Regions from separate parts of the Mus musculus genome. Here regions 1, 2 and 3 are each linked to region 4. Evidence: chromatin contacts called from public promoter capture Hi-C data. All regions are on one chromosome and are shown on one strand. Each heading gives the region's core, a stretch centred on a gene start, on an enhancer-like site or on the middle of the called end of the contact. The rest is flanking DNA. Distances are from core to core; before and after follow the strand shown.

Region 1 (2,952 bases), core at 207-2,706, 3.7 Mb after region 4:
AGCCTCTCATTACAAATAGAAAATGCTGTCCTCTAGCCCAGTCACTACTGGGGAAAGAAGCACATGTCTCTAGTTCAAACGGGCAATATACAGTCTGGCAACTTGGCAAACACACTTGAAGTCCCAGTGGCACTGAGTATTTCTATCTGGTTTGCGCTATTTTCTAGGAATCCTGCCAGGGGACCCTAGAGATACACACTCACACACACACACACACACACACACACACACACACACACACACACAGAGTAAATTAATCACACTAAACACTATTTAAAATAACATCAGGTCACTCCGCAGACCTCCCGTGGTCCCTCAAACAGATCCCGGCTCCTTTCCGGGAAGAGCCTCACACCCTGCACCCTAGCCCCAGCACAACCACCCAGAGAGCTCTGCTCAGCCCCTTGATGTATCAAATGTGGCTGACCCTTGAGGTCTTATCTCTAGACTGCCTGGAGGTTTCTTTGTCACAGAGTTTCAATGTCACCTTCTCAGAGTGGCCCTTCCTGGCCAGTGAATGAAGCCACCTCAGTTTCTAGTGTGTAGCTCTGCAGAGAGTATCCCCACCCCACCCCACCTCACCCCCATACACACTCCACTTTCTCCAGAAAGGTAAAAGCATTTTCGCTTCTTTCTGCAGAGCTCAAGCCCCTGTCTAAGTGAAGCGAAGCTTTCTCCCCTCTCAAGAAAGGCAAGTCGGGGATCAATCAGGGCATTGTGGAAGGCTATCCTCCATTGGCTTCATGGGGCGAACTAATTCTCAGGCCAGCCAAACAATACTTAAGAAAACAACTGTAGAAGGATCGGGGAAAGCCAGCAATAAACTTGAAGAAATTTCTAAACTTTAAAACGCTCCTTGGAACAGGGAAATAAAGGAGAAATGGAGGGTGTGTAGGAGTGGGGGTGGGGGAGGCGAATCTAATTCTCTCTGAAATTGACCTTGCCCCCCCCCACCCCCCGTAACTCAAAAACTGCAGGACCATGGGGTCTGATCTCACTCTGCACTGCATCCAACCTGAAGCTGACACATGGCTTGGAGAACCCTGCCGCTTTTTCTGTCAATTCCCTTCGGGACCCTGCGGAGGGCTCTTTCTGAAGTGCTCATCACGTGCACAGCCCAGACTTCAAAGCCAAGCTTCAAGCCTGAGGTCCTGTGTGTCTGGGTGGTTTTTTGGGTTTTCTCTCTAATTTCCCTTCCTTTTCACAGCTGATTTTCTTCAGAAAAGAAGCTATAAAAAAGAACCTATTGCATTTCCAGTTCCCATCACCGCGATTTCCACATGGATGTGACGTGGAAGGCAGCTTCCGAAATGCCCAGGTGACTCACGCGGGGACACCCCGGGGCGGGACCTAGGAGTTTCTCCGGGCGGGGCGGGCACGGCTTAGAGCGCCCTCTGCCGGTCGGCGGCGCGCCACGCGGGTCACGTGACTGGAATTTCCATCGGAAATCCCCCTGTTGGCAAAGCATACAACTGAAAGGCAAAAAAGGGAACTGCCCAGTCTGTAGTCTTCGGAGCCGGAGGCGGAGCGGTGAGCCAGGCCGCCGAAAGACGTGCACACCCCCTCAGCCAGCGAGCCCGATCGGGTGTCCATGGGGCTCCGCCTCGGCCCGACCCCCACCACGACCCGGACCACGATCCCGGGCTGCGGCGCGCGCCAGTGACGGCCGGCCGGCCACTTGGGCTCTGCGAGGGCTCCGCGCGGCCCCAAGAGGTGAGCGATGCTCCGGCTGCGGGGTGCACGGCTAGCAGAATGCGGGGGTCCTCGGTCAGTGGGGTGCACTGCCAGCCAGATTCGGGGTGCACGGCCAGCTCAGTGTGGAGCTGCCTTGCGCTGGCTTTGCAGGGATCCTGGAGTTGGGGTATTGTTGGCCGGAGTTGAGGTCCCGGTGCCAGGTGTTTAGGTTGACAGCCCGAAGTTTCTTCAGCCGACTAGTTAGCTAGCTATTCCTTTTCGATCCTGCAGGGTGACAGGAGCTGCAGCTGGCTGATGAATAGTCAGTCACCTTTTGGGTTCCTAGGTCGTGTGGTCGTGGGTGACACCCCCCCCCCACTTGGAAATCAAGTGCAGCGTGTTCATAGGCACGTAGACCTTGCAGAACCGCGTTGGGCTTTTTTCCCATATTGTGCACAACTGGCCCAACAGGGGATGGGTTTCTCAGAGGCCACCAAATCCAACTTGGAGACTTCGGTCAGCTAACCTTTCAGTGATCTGTGGGAGGAGGGTTGCGGGGCGGGAGGTGGAGGGGAGGGGCGTGCTTTGAGATTGCCACTAGGTCTCTAGTTGCCACAGTTTAAGAAGAGTATGCATGCAGAAATGATTCTCTGGCCTGCTTGTTGGGGACTCCACTTTAGGTGGCATGTAAGACTCCCTGCTGCAGCCCCGACTCCACACTGAGATAGTGTGTTGTCAGTCCGGGTCCGTTGTCCCACATCCTGCCACCTGGCCTCTCAGGAAAGCTGAGGTATTAAGAGCTCTTTTTGGAGCATGCTTTGTTTTCTCCTGGTCTCTGATCTTTCTTTGGAAAGCTAGTCTGGTCAAGTGGGGGCACCGTTTGGAGAACTGATCACAGTTAGTTAGCCTTCTGATGTCCCAGATTATTGAGCAACTGATCCGGTCTCCATTCTTATTGTCTGAGATGCTACTTGGATCTTTTGCAGTTCTTTGTATGGATTTGTTTTGTTTTGTTTTGCTTTGCTTTGCTTTTTTTGGAGGGGTACTTCCCAACAGTTGCCCGAGGTATCTGTTGATAAATAATACATAAGTTTCCACATCGCAGACAAAAAAAAAAATCTGTTCAGAGTGGAAAAATAAAACTGGGGGAAAGACTTTGATGAGTAAGTTCTATAGAATCTTATTGATCCTGTGACAAAAATTGGGAAATTTATCTGTAAGGCAGTGAGGTAACAAATATATTTTTAAAAGTTAAGGGTAATGTTGTAAATTTTTTTT
Region 2 (3,000 bases), core at 77-2,576, 3.1 Mb after region 4:
TTATGAAAGCACAAGATTTTAATAAGACATTTTCATACATATTGCATACATACCATTATTGCTTCTGATTCATTCCTTAGTTGCTCCTGGCTCTCTGTTTCTGGTCACCTGCCTCCCCCAAGAGTCCTCTCTTCTACATTAATGTCCCATGAGTTTTATTACCCTGCTTTTGCTTGTTTTAAACTCTTCTTCCTCAAGATCTCTTCCTCCCCTCTCATGATTTCCTACACACACTTCTCTGGGGTTGATTTATCATAAGAAAACATGGTAATTGTCTTTTTTAATCTGGCTGTGTAACACAACTAACACTTTTTCTGATTCCACTGTTCTGCAATTATGATTTCATTTTTCTCTATAGCTCAGTGGAACTTCAGTTTGAACATGCACCTCATTTCCTTCATCTGACATCTAGGTGGTTACATCCTAGCTACTGTGAAAATCAGGTCAAGGCAGGATTGGAATCTGCACGCCTAACTGAAGCTCCTGGAAACCATAGGAGGGGTTCAGAGCTGGAACTCGCCTGAGAGTTAAAGAGGTCTCCCCATGCCTTCCAGCAGCTGGAGATTGGGAACTTCTCAGATACTTACGATTAGGGACTGGAAGGGCATGAAAAGTTTTATTGCTGTCTCTAGAGCTCTAATCATAAAGAGGAACTATTCCCAGCATATATGTCCTGGGAATATATAATCATTTGAAATCAAAGGCTCTGAGGATTTAAGCTACGAGAAGAACCCTTGCATCTCAACACTTAAACGCCAGACTAACAAACAAATCAGAATCTCTTAGTATCCGTTGGCACCCCTTTTCCTTCAGAGGATTCCGACTACAGATTGAAAATAAAGTCTGTAAGTCATACACACAATGCCAAACGCTGCCGTGGAAACTAACTGTAAAACAGACCACAGATTTGTGTTGTGTCGGCAAAGAAGAGGCGAAAGCGGCGTGTAAACCGCGGAGCCCCCGGGGCCCCTTGGGGCTGCCTTGCCCAGGGCGGCGCAGCAGGAACGCAGGGACTTCCCAGCCCGGCGCCTCCGGCCTGGCCTCCCGCCCCAGCCCGCAGCGGCTCGGAGAGATTACCCGAGGGAGGCTCAGGATCCTCAGTGCTCGTCAAAGCTCCACTCCCGACCTTCGCAGACAGCATCAGGACCACCAGCAGAATCATCCTGCCAGCTGCCGCCTGCGGGCCCATTCCTGCGCGAGGGACACCTCTGACAGGGGACCCGCGCTGCCCGTGGCCTGGCCTTGGCGTCACGTCCGCCGCAGACTAGTCGCCAAGTCCGCAAGCGGCCTGCCGGGGAGCTGGGTGGGGCCAAAACCAAAGCTTGAGAGACCAGCCTGGGACTGAGGGGCGTGGCTTAAGTGGGAGGCGGAGCCTCACGGGGCAAAGGGTTAAAAGGCAGCTCTTCAGGGGCGGACTCAGGGCGGGGGTCTAGCCAGAGAGGCGGGACCAATACGCAATCTCTTAGAGTTGATTGGAGGTTGGGAGTAGAGGTGGGATGTGAGGCGGGGTCTATACAAGGAGGCGTGTCTTGGCGGGTCTAAAGTGGACTAGGACATGGTTATAGGCGAGGTCTGGACTGGGGAGCCAGGCAGTGCGCTGCGTGGGCGGAGAAGTTTCACTAAGTTGGAGAAGGGGTGGACTAGCCTGAGGTTTGAAACTGTGGGCTCTTCTCTGTATTCAGGACCTGGACTGTGGATACGTTTGAAACTCTGACCGGAACCTTACCTTCTTCAGCCTGACACTACCTTCCTCAGTTCCTCATTCTGGTTATGTAGTAACCTGGGGTTGGAGATTTTTGCCTCAGTCCACAACCAGACACCATGCTTATCTCATCCCTCAGCATGAGGCGTGTTGGAGCCTGAGGTGTTAGAGAAGTTACAAAAATCCTTCTCCAGTTCCCACCAGTTTTGTCCGCGGAACTTAAACTTCTGGTTTTCAAGACAGTTTGTTCAGACTCCCACAACGCAAATCCAATGTGCTTGGCTAGCACTTTATTCTTAGCAAAAACAAACTACCACCACAAAAAGCACATGCCCATTTTAATGATGAAATGTCAAAGGGCGGATCACTAAGTAGTCTTTCATCAAGAGATCGTCCCTCTTGCCTCTCTGACCGCACCGGTTAGTTTAAATCTCTCTCATTCCCCTAAATTCACTTTAGTGACCTTGCACTTACTATAGACAACACTCTTGTGCTGCCTCACTCGCCTCAGCTCTCTTTTATCACCATGTCTGCAAGGAATTTGAATGCAACCCACTCTCCCCTTCTCTTTACTCCACTTTATTTTTAATAACACATTTGCACCCCCTCCTACAATATGCATATTGATTTGATTTTCTCTGCTTCCTAGAATGCAAGCTCTATACCGTAGAGAGAGATACTGGCATGACATTCTCTGAGTCTTCCAAGCAAAATGTTATGAAGACATTCTGCAGACTTGGAGTTACCAGCTAAGGCTTGTTATTTGTCTTGATTAATTAACGAATTAATTATGCTAATAGCCCAGCATTTCTCAGACTTTGACGTCAGGATAAATCTTGGTGACCTTGTGCAGGTTCAGATTCAGTACATATGATTCAGGTTAGACTTCAGTTTTCTGCATTTCTGAAAAAGGTACACAGCAAATGTCTCACCCTTGGTGCTACAGATGTGAGTACTTGGAATAAGAGTTTGGGTGTGCATCTGATATGCACCTCAAGAAAGGCATTTCTGGTCATTGTATGGCACAAGGATAAATTACTGTACTTTGCTGTTTAGGAATATAGAGTAGGAGAGACCGCACCATGCGGCTTGCAGATTTTGTTGTAGTTGAGACTCCATGTGCCCCAGGCTGGCTTACCAGGAAGCAGATTATGAAGTGATGGAAACAGTCCTTGAGAAGTGCTGCTGGGATAAACCTCTGGGATAAACCTCTGGGATAAAAGAGAGGTAGCTAGATCTGATTGTGAAGACATGTCAACCTCACACATTGCTCCAAAGTGGGGATGGCTTTGTAGAGT
Region 3 (2,902 bases), core at 169-2,668, 3.6 Mb before region 4:
GGAGCGGGCCAAGGCGGCCGCGTTCGGCCGTCGCCCGCGCGCAGGCAGCGGGATGCGTGTGGGCCCCCTCCCCCCGCCCGGAGCTTGTCACTTTGGTCGCTTTTTTGACACCGGGTGCTGGGTGGCGGCGCTGGGGGGGGGGGGGGGAGCGCGGCACCGCGGGGCTGCGAGTCCGGGGCGGCGGTGGGGGGGAAACGCGGCGGAGCCGCAGCCTCCCCGGGGGCGCCGAGCGCGGTCGGCCTGAGCCTAAGGGGGGGAGGGGGCGGCTTCGGGAGGGGACCGCGGGCACGATCGGTGCGGCGGCGGGAGGACGCGAGCCCCGGCGCGCCGCCCCTGCGGCCCCCTCCGCCCGTGTGGCCTTTGTGCCGAGCGCGCACCGGGTGAGCGAGCGGGCGGGCGGGCGAGCGAGCGGGCGGGCGGGCGAGCGCGACAAGTCCAAGTACGGGAGACCGAGGCAGTGGGAAAAGAGGCCGGGCCACTTTGCTCGCCAGCCAGCTCGGCTGCGGAGAACCGACTGGTTGAATGTGGCAGAGGCGCGTCTCGCTGGCGCGGCCGTGTGTGTGTGTGTGTGTGTGTGTGTGTGTGTGTGTGTATGTGTGTGAGTGTGTATGTGTGTGTGTGTGTATGTGTGTGTGAGTGTGTGTCTCTGTGGCTGTGTGTGTCTGTGTATGTGTCGGTGAGTGTGTGTCGGTGTGAGTGTGAGCGCGCGCCGAGAGGCCTCCCTCCGCGACTCGCACCGCGCACACGCACCCGCACCCGCACGCACACCCGAGCCGCGGCGGGGCCGGCGGCCGAGAGTTTGCGTGTGTGCTCTCCCCGCTCGCCACCTCCCCGCTCCCCGCCGCCGACTGTGGGAGAATTTCCTAGAGATCGCCTCCAATTTCCGCCATTTTGGGAAAGTTGCACGGAAAAAAAAAAAGAAGAAGAAGAAGAAGAAAGAAATAAAGCCTCCGCTGGATTTTTTTTTTTTTTTTCCTCCTGCTGGAAGCAGGAAAGTGCTTTTAGGGAACGCGGCGGCGCGGGCTCGACACTGCCGTCCCCGCGGGGTGGAGGACGCGGGGCCGGGCCGGGCACCCGCACCGTCGCGGCGATCTTCTCCGCGCAGCGCCGCCGGTGCGGGCGCGGGCGTGCGAGCGAGGCGAGGCGAGGCGGTGGCGGGCTGCGGCGGGGGCCGTGGAGCCTGCAACTTGTTTACCGCCGCCCCGGGTGGCCGAGGCCGGCGGCCGGGGTCCGCCTCGCCACCCGTGCGTGCGCCGATCTGCGCTCATGGGCTACTGTCTGGTCCACGCTCGCGTCCTGGGCCCGGCGGGGCCGGCCTCGCGCAGCGGCGGCGGGGCGGGGGAAGTAGAGGCCGGCGGGGGTGGGGATCGGGAAGCGCAGGAGCGGAGGCATCCGCCGCGCGCCCCGCCAGCCAGCCAGCCGCCGGCCGGAGGAGGAGGCAAACTTGAGAGCGGCGGGGCCAGGGGCGCACTGGCGGAGGGAAAACTTTAATCGCCTTCTTGGGAGAATAGAAAAAGGGAAAAAGAGAAAAGGAAAAAAAAATCCAAAAGGCAAAAAAGTGCATGTGTGTGGGGGTTTCTAGGACCCGAACCTCACGATCGGATCTGATCCGATCACGGCCCACCGCGGGGCCGTGAGAGAAAGTTGACCAGCGTGGCGGCTTTCTTCGCGTCCGGCCGTGGTGTCTGTCTGTCCGTCCGCGCTCCGACCAAACGGGTGGGAGATCCAGCCGCACTGCCGGGTCGCGTGGGTCAGGGCTCTTGCCCCACCCTTCCACGGGGACACGAAGGTAAACTCGCTTTGGTTTTTCCTTCTCTGTCCTCCTGCAGCCACCGCCCAGCTTCCTTTTCCTCTCCTTTCCCCGCTGATTTATTTTTCTTCTTTTTTTTGTTTTTTTAGGGGGGGGGGACCCGAAAAACGGAGTCTCTTTCCTTATGCAACTTTCTCGGGCGCAGTTTGCTGGGCCCATCCCCCCCGCCTTCTGCATCCCTTGGCCCGCTCCTTTGCCACCTTGGGGCTACCGCCAAAAGCATGCATTTAAGATCATCCAAAGTGCCCAGGAACAAAAATAGATGTTAAAGAATTGTTCTAAGTTAAGGGAAACTGAGACGAGAAATAAGAAACCGGTTTGAGTGTGTGTGTGTGTGGGGGGGGGGGGGAGGTGCGTCGCCTGGGATGAGTGAGTTGAATTTTCATTTCAATTTTCGTAGGTGGTTGGTTATGATGCCTTTATTGGTGTGGGGAGCCCGGGAAGCTCTGTACTGGCTACCTCGGTTGCGTGGATTTTTGCGCAAGTTTTTAGAAAAACACTGACTCGAGTAGAGAGCCGGAAAGTTTCAAGTGCAGCAAAATAGTGAGCCTGCAAAACTGGCCAAGGGGGGACCTCTAGTGGTTAAACGCATCTTAAGTTCGAGAGACAAGACCAAAGTTTGGCCTTTACTTGTAGCTACATGCAGTCCGTTTAGACGTGGAAGTAATTAGAAGACCTGAGTTGCAGCCAGATGTGAGAAAGGATGCTAGTCCGAAATAGAAGTTTTGTAAATCAGAGAACAATGACGTCTAAGCTTGCGGACCCTGTGATTTCCATCCTTTCTTGCATACAGTAAGAAAACCAAAGCTTTTTATTCTGAGATTTGAGATTGACACTCCCTAGATAAGAAAGTTTGTCTTCTGTTTACCATCATCTGTACCTCCGTTTTTTTTTTTTTTTATTTCCCCTCTTACGACTCATAGCAGGTAGCTTAATTCGGAATGTTAAGGAAAAGTCAAAATGAAACCTGTGCTTAGCACTTTGCAAAAAACTGAAAAAAAAACAAACCTGAAATTAGCTTTTATATGAACTGATCATTTTGTATGTGTCTCTGATGCATATAATCTCAGGCTAACAAATTATTCAACAATT
Region 4 (2,865 bases), core at 61-2,560:
GAATCAGTCGCCATTGTTGTAAAATTGCCTTCTAAACAGGGCAGTAGCCCCTAAAAATAGAGCTTTTTCTGGTTATCGGTTTTTTGTTTTTTGTTTTTTTTTTGTTTTTTTTTTTTTTGTTGTTGTTTTTTAAACCATACCCCGTTGCTCTCCATTTGGGAGAGAATCCAAACTCCTGTCTGCAAGGTGCAGATGAGTTTGGGTCTTCGTTCCCCTCCAACTTTATCTTGTCACTTTCTCCTAGCTATACTCGCCATGCCCTATTCCTATTAACACCTCCACGCCCCAGTGTAGCCAGCCCCAGTGTAGCCAGACCACAACATCCTCTTTTCCTCTCCTCTCAGGGCCATCCCTTCTAAATCTGTCAAAATCAGTCACCATAGGCATGACTTTCTCACCCAGCTTCTTGTTCGTCCTATCCCACACAAAGTACACCTATTTAATATTGCTCAAAAAAATAAATAAATAAAAGTGAGAACTGAAGCAAATCTGTCCTTCAGGGCTTTAAAACGTTCGAGTGCGCTGTGTGTGTGTGTGTGTGTGTGTGTGTGTGTTGTGCGCGCGTTTTCACACTTTAAGAGTAGGGAGGAGAGATAAAGAGGCATCCTTGGCTATCCCTCAAATACTTAAACTTCCCTACTAGGTGTGCACGTCTAAACCCTGTGATGACAGTCTAAGTCATTCTCAAAAGGCCAAGTGGCTCCAGTCAGAGGCCAAGCCACCTAAGGAAACGGCTCACGTGACCTTTAACCCGCTGGCCTCCACCACCGGCCAGAGCGAGCCCACAAGGGCAAGAGCTGGGTCGCGCGGGCGGCTGCGCTCCGGCCGTTATGAGCCTCGCTCCTCGGGCAGCACGGCCCAAGCCATCCCGAGGGCGCACTCCGCCCGGTGCGGCCGTTCAAGCCAGCGAGTGTGCGTCGCCAGCGTCCTGCTAGCCCTGTTGCTCCCGCCACGCCGCCGGGGGCCCTCGATGAGTAAGGCCGGGATCCCCGTCACCCCGGGGTCACGACTAAGGGCCCAGTGGCTGCTAGCTGAGCTCGTCGGTACAGGCGGTTGGGTGCCAGGCACAGTTCTGGTTTACAGGAAAATGAAAGCCCATTTGTGTCATGCTGCTCGCCAACGAGGAGCTGGAAAATAAACCGGGGGCTTCAAATCCACCCCGGGCGGGCGAGCTCAGGGAAGCGCAGCCCGGGTACCCAGCGCCCTCCGGCCACTTCCGCCTCGCCCAGCCCGCGGGCAGGAGGAGGACTTCGCCAGCGGCTTCGGGAAGGCGGAAGGAGCTAGGGGTTGGGGCGGAGAGGGGAGCAGCGAGAACCGGAAGTGAGTGGCTAGCCGGGATCCCCGGAGCTCCTGGGTCCGGCGGCGCTCTAGCCGCCTCGTGCCGCCTCTATGCCCCCGTGCGTCTAGTCTATTTATTGTCGCGGGGGAAGCGGCGGCCGCCCTGTACCCGGAACAACAAAGCGAGAAACCGAGCTCGAGCCTTGGGGGGCTCCTAGCAACGGGCCTGGGCGGGAGTTCCATGGAGACTGGGGAGCGGACCCGTTTTATCTTCATCCTTGTCCTCCAGCTTCTTCTCCGCGTCCGACGCAACCAGCAGCAGCGCTGCCGCCGTGTCCTTTACGACCGCCCCGTCTTCCCACGGTAACCCCGTCGGCGGTCCGGGGATGGGGGTGCGGGGCCCGCGGGGCCTGGAGCTGCCGCGGGGCGTCTCCGCGCCGGTTGGGCTGCGGGGAAGCTGTGCGAGGCGGGGACCCGAGCACGGGAGCGCCGCGGGCCACCGGCTAGTGGAGAGGACGGGCCAAGCGGCTCGGGCATCCCAGTAGGGATAACGGGGTGGGGGTGGGGCGCGCCTGCCTCGCGGTGGAAGGCGGGCAGGGATGGACCGGGTTCTGGAGCCCGCTCCCGGGGGAAAGAGGGACCGTGACACTAAGCGAGGGGTCGGTGGCTTCTCGGAAAACTTGGAGCAGCTGCGCGAAGGCTCCCCTAAATAGCGGCGCCGGCGCCTCTCGCTTCTGGCACTTGCCGGGAGCCCCACTCTATAATAATAGTAGTGGCCGAATTAAGCTTCGGCAAGAAGGATCTGGAACGCGGGAAGATAGAAATGAATTGTGAATAGGGTTGAGCAGGGATGAGAGGTGGGAAGGTGGGGGGCGGTAATCGCTTCATAATCGTCTGGACGGGTCCTAGAAGTATATAAAATGGGAAATGACTGAAATAGAAAACACTCCCTTTGCTGAGCTAGCTGTGCATCTGCAGGCTCTGCCAGGGTGTACATTGCACCGAGTGTCAAGCTGCAGCCAGTCCACATCTGTGAGCTTTACTGCATCTGTCACCTGCAGAGCGAGACTGGCAGTGACTAGTGTGAGCTTGGCATACTTGTGGTTAAGAAGAATGGCTTAGAATTGCGACTTGTGTGTGAAGCCATAACAGATTCCCTTAGGTAATTGAAAAAGGGAAATGTAAATAAGGAGGGCATTCAATCTTCTGGCTAGAATTTGCAGTCTCTTTCCAAGTTTGAGAAAACAGCAGTCCGTTCAAATCAAGAAGTGACTTTTAGCACTGTCTGATTGAAAGAATTATTTAGGGTTTGGATACGCCCCGTGAAATATTCATCAGTTTGTGTTCTAAAGCCTTGCATCACAGACCACTGGTTTTATACTTTGCTAAACCATATTAGGTTGGGTGTGGTGGCACATGCCTGGGATCCCAGCCTCTGGGAGGCTGAGGCAGGAGAACGTGAGTCCAAGGCCTGCTTAGGGGTATAATAGTACGTGTCTCAAAAAACAAAACAAAACTGAACTTCCCATCAGTAAGTGAAGTATGTCTGTGGTCCGGAAAGGTTACGTTCTACGGTGATAACATTTT

What was found. Promoter capture Hi-C pulls out the DNA fragments that hold promoters and counts their contacts.
Region 1: a contact with region 4 is called in a promoter capture Hi-C map of liver, with 5 times the contacts expected there. The contact joins the promoter of Tnfaip3 here to the promoter of Tbpl1 in region 4. A contact is called at or near these places in 1 of 39 promoter capture datasets (liver) and 2 of 484 Hi-C or Micro-C datasets (B cells and pre-B cells).
Region 2: a contact with region 4 is called in a promoter capture Hi-C map of liver, with 5 times the contacts expected there. The contact joins the promoter of Ifngr1 here to the promoter of Tbpl1 in region 4. A contact is called at or near these places in 2 of 39 promoter capture datasets (liver and pre-B cells).
Region 3: a promoter capture Hi-C map of liver shows a contact between it and region 4, with 4 times the contacts expected there. The contact joins the promoter of L3mbtl3 here to the promoter of Tbpl1 in region 4. A contact is called at or near these places in 3 of 39 promoter capture datasets (liver and pre-B cells).

What each region holds. Positions count from the first base shown.
Region 1 is chr10:19,013,914-19,016,865 of GRCm38.p6, reverse strand. It overlaps Tnfaip3 (tumor necrosis factor, alpha-induced protein 3), which reads left to right and starts at 1,456. Exons shown (of 9, transcript NM_009397.3): 1 at 1,456-1,713.
Region 2 is chr10:19,590,275-19,593,274 of GRCm38.p6, reverse strand. Ifngr1 (interferon gamma receptor 1) reads right to left here and starts at 1,326. Exons shown (of 7, transcript NM_010511.3): 1 at 1,078-1,326. The coding sequence starts at 1,189.
Region 3 is chr10:26,372,588-26,375,489 of GRCm38.p6, reverse strand. L3mbtl3 (L3MBTL3 histone methyl-lysine binding protein) reads left to right here and starts at 1,418. Exons shown (of 22, transcript NM_001359254.1): 1 at 1,418-1,789.
Region 4 is chr10:22,729,892-22,732,756 of GRCm38.p6, reverse strand. Tbpl1 (TATA box binding protein-like 1) reads left to right here and starts at 1,310. Exons shown (of 7, transcript NM_011603.5): 1 at 1,310-1,641.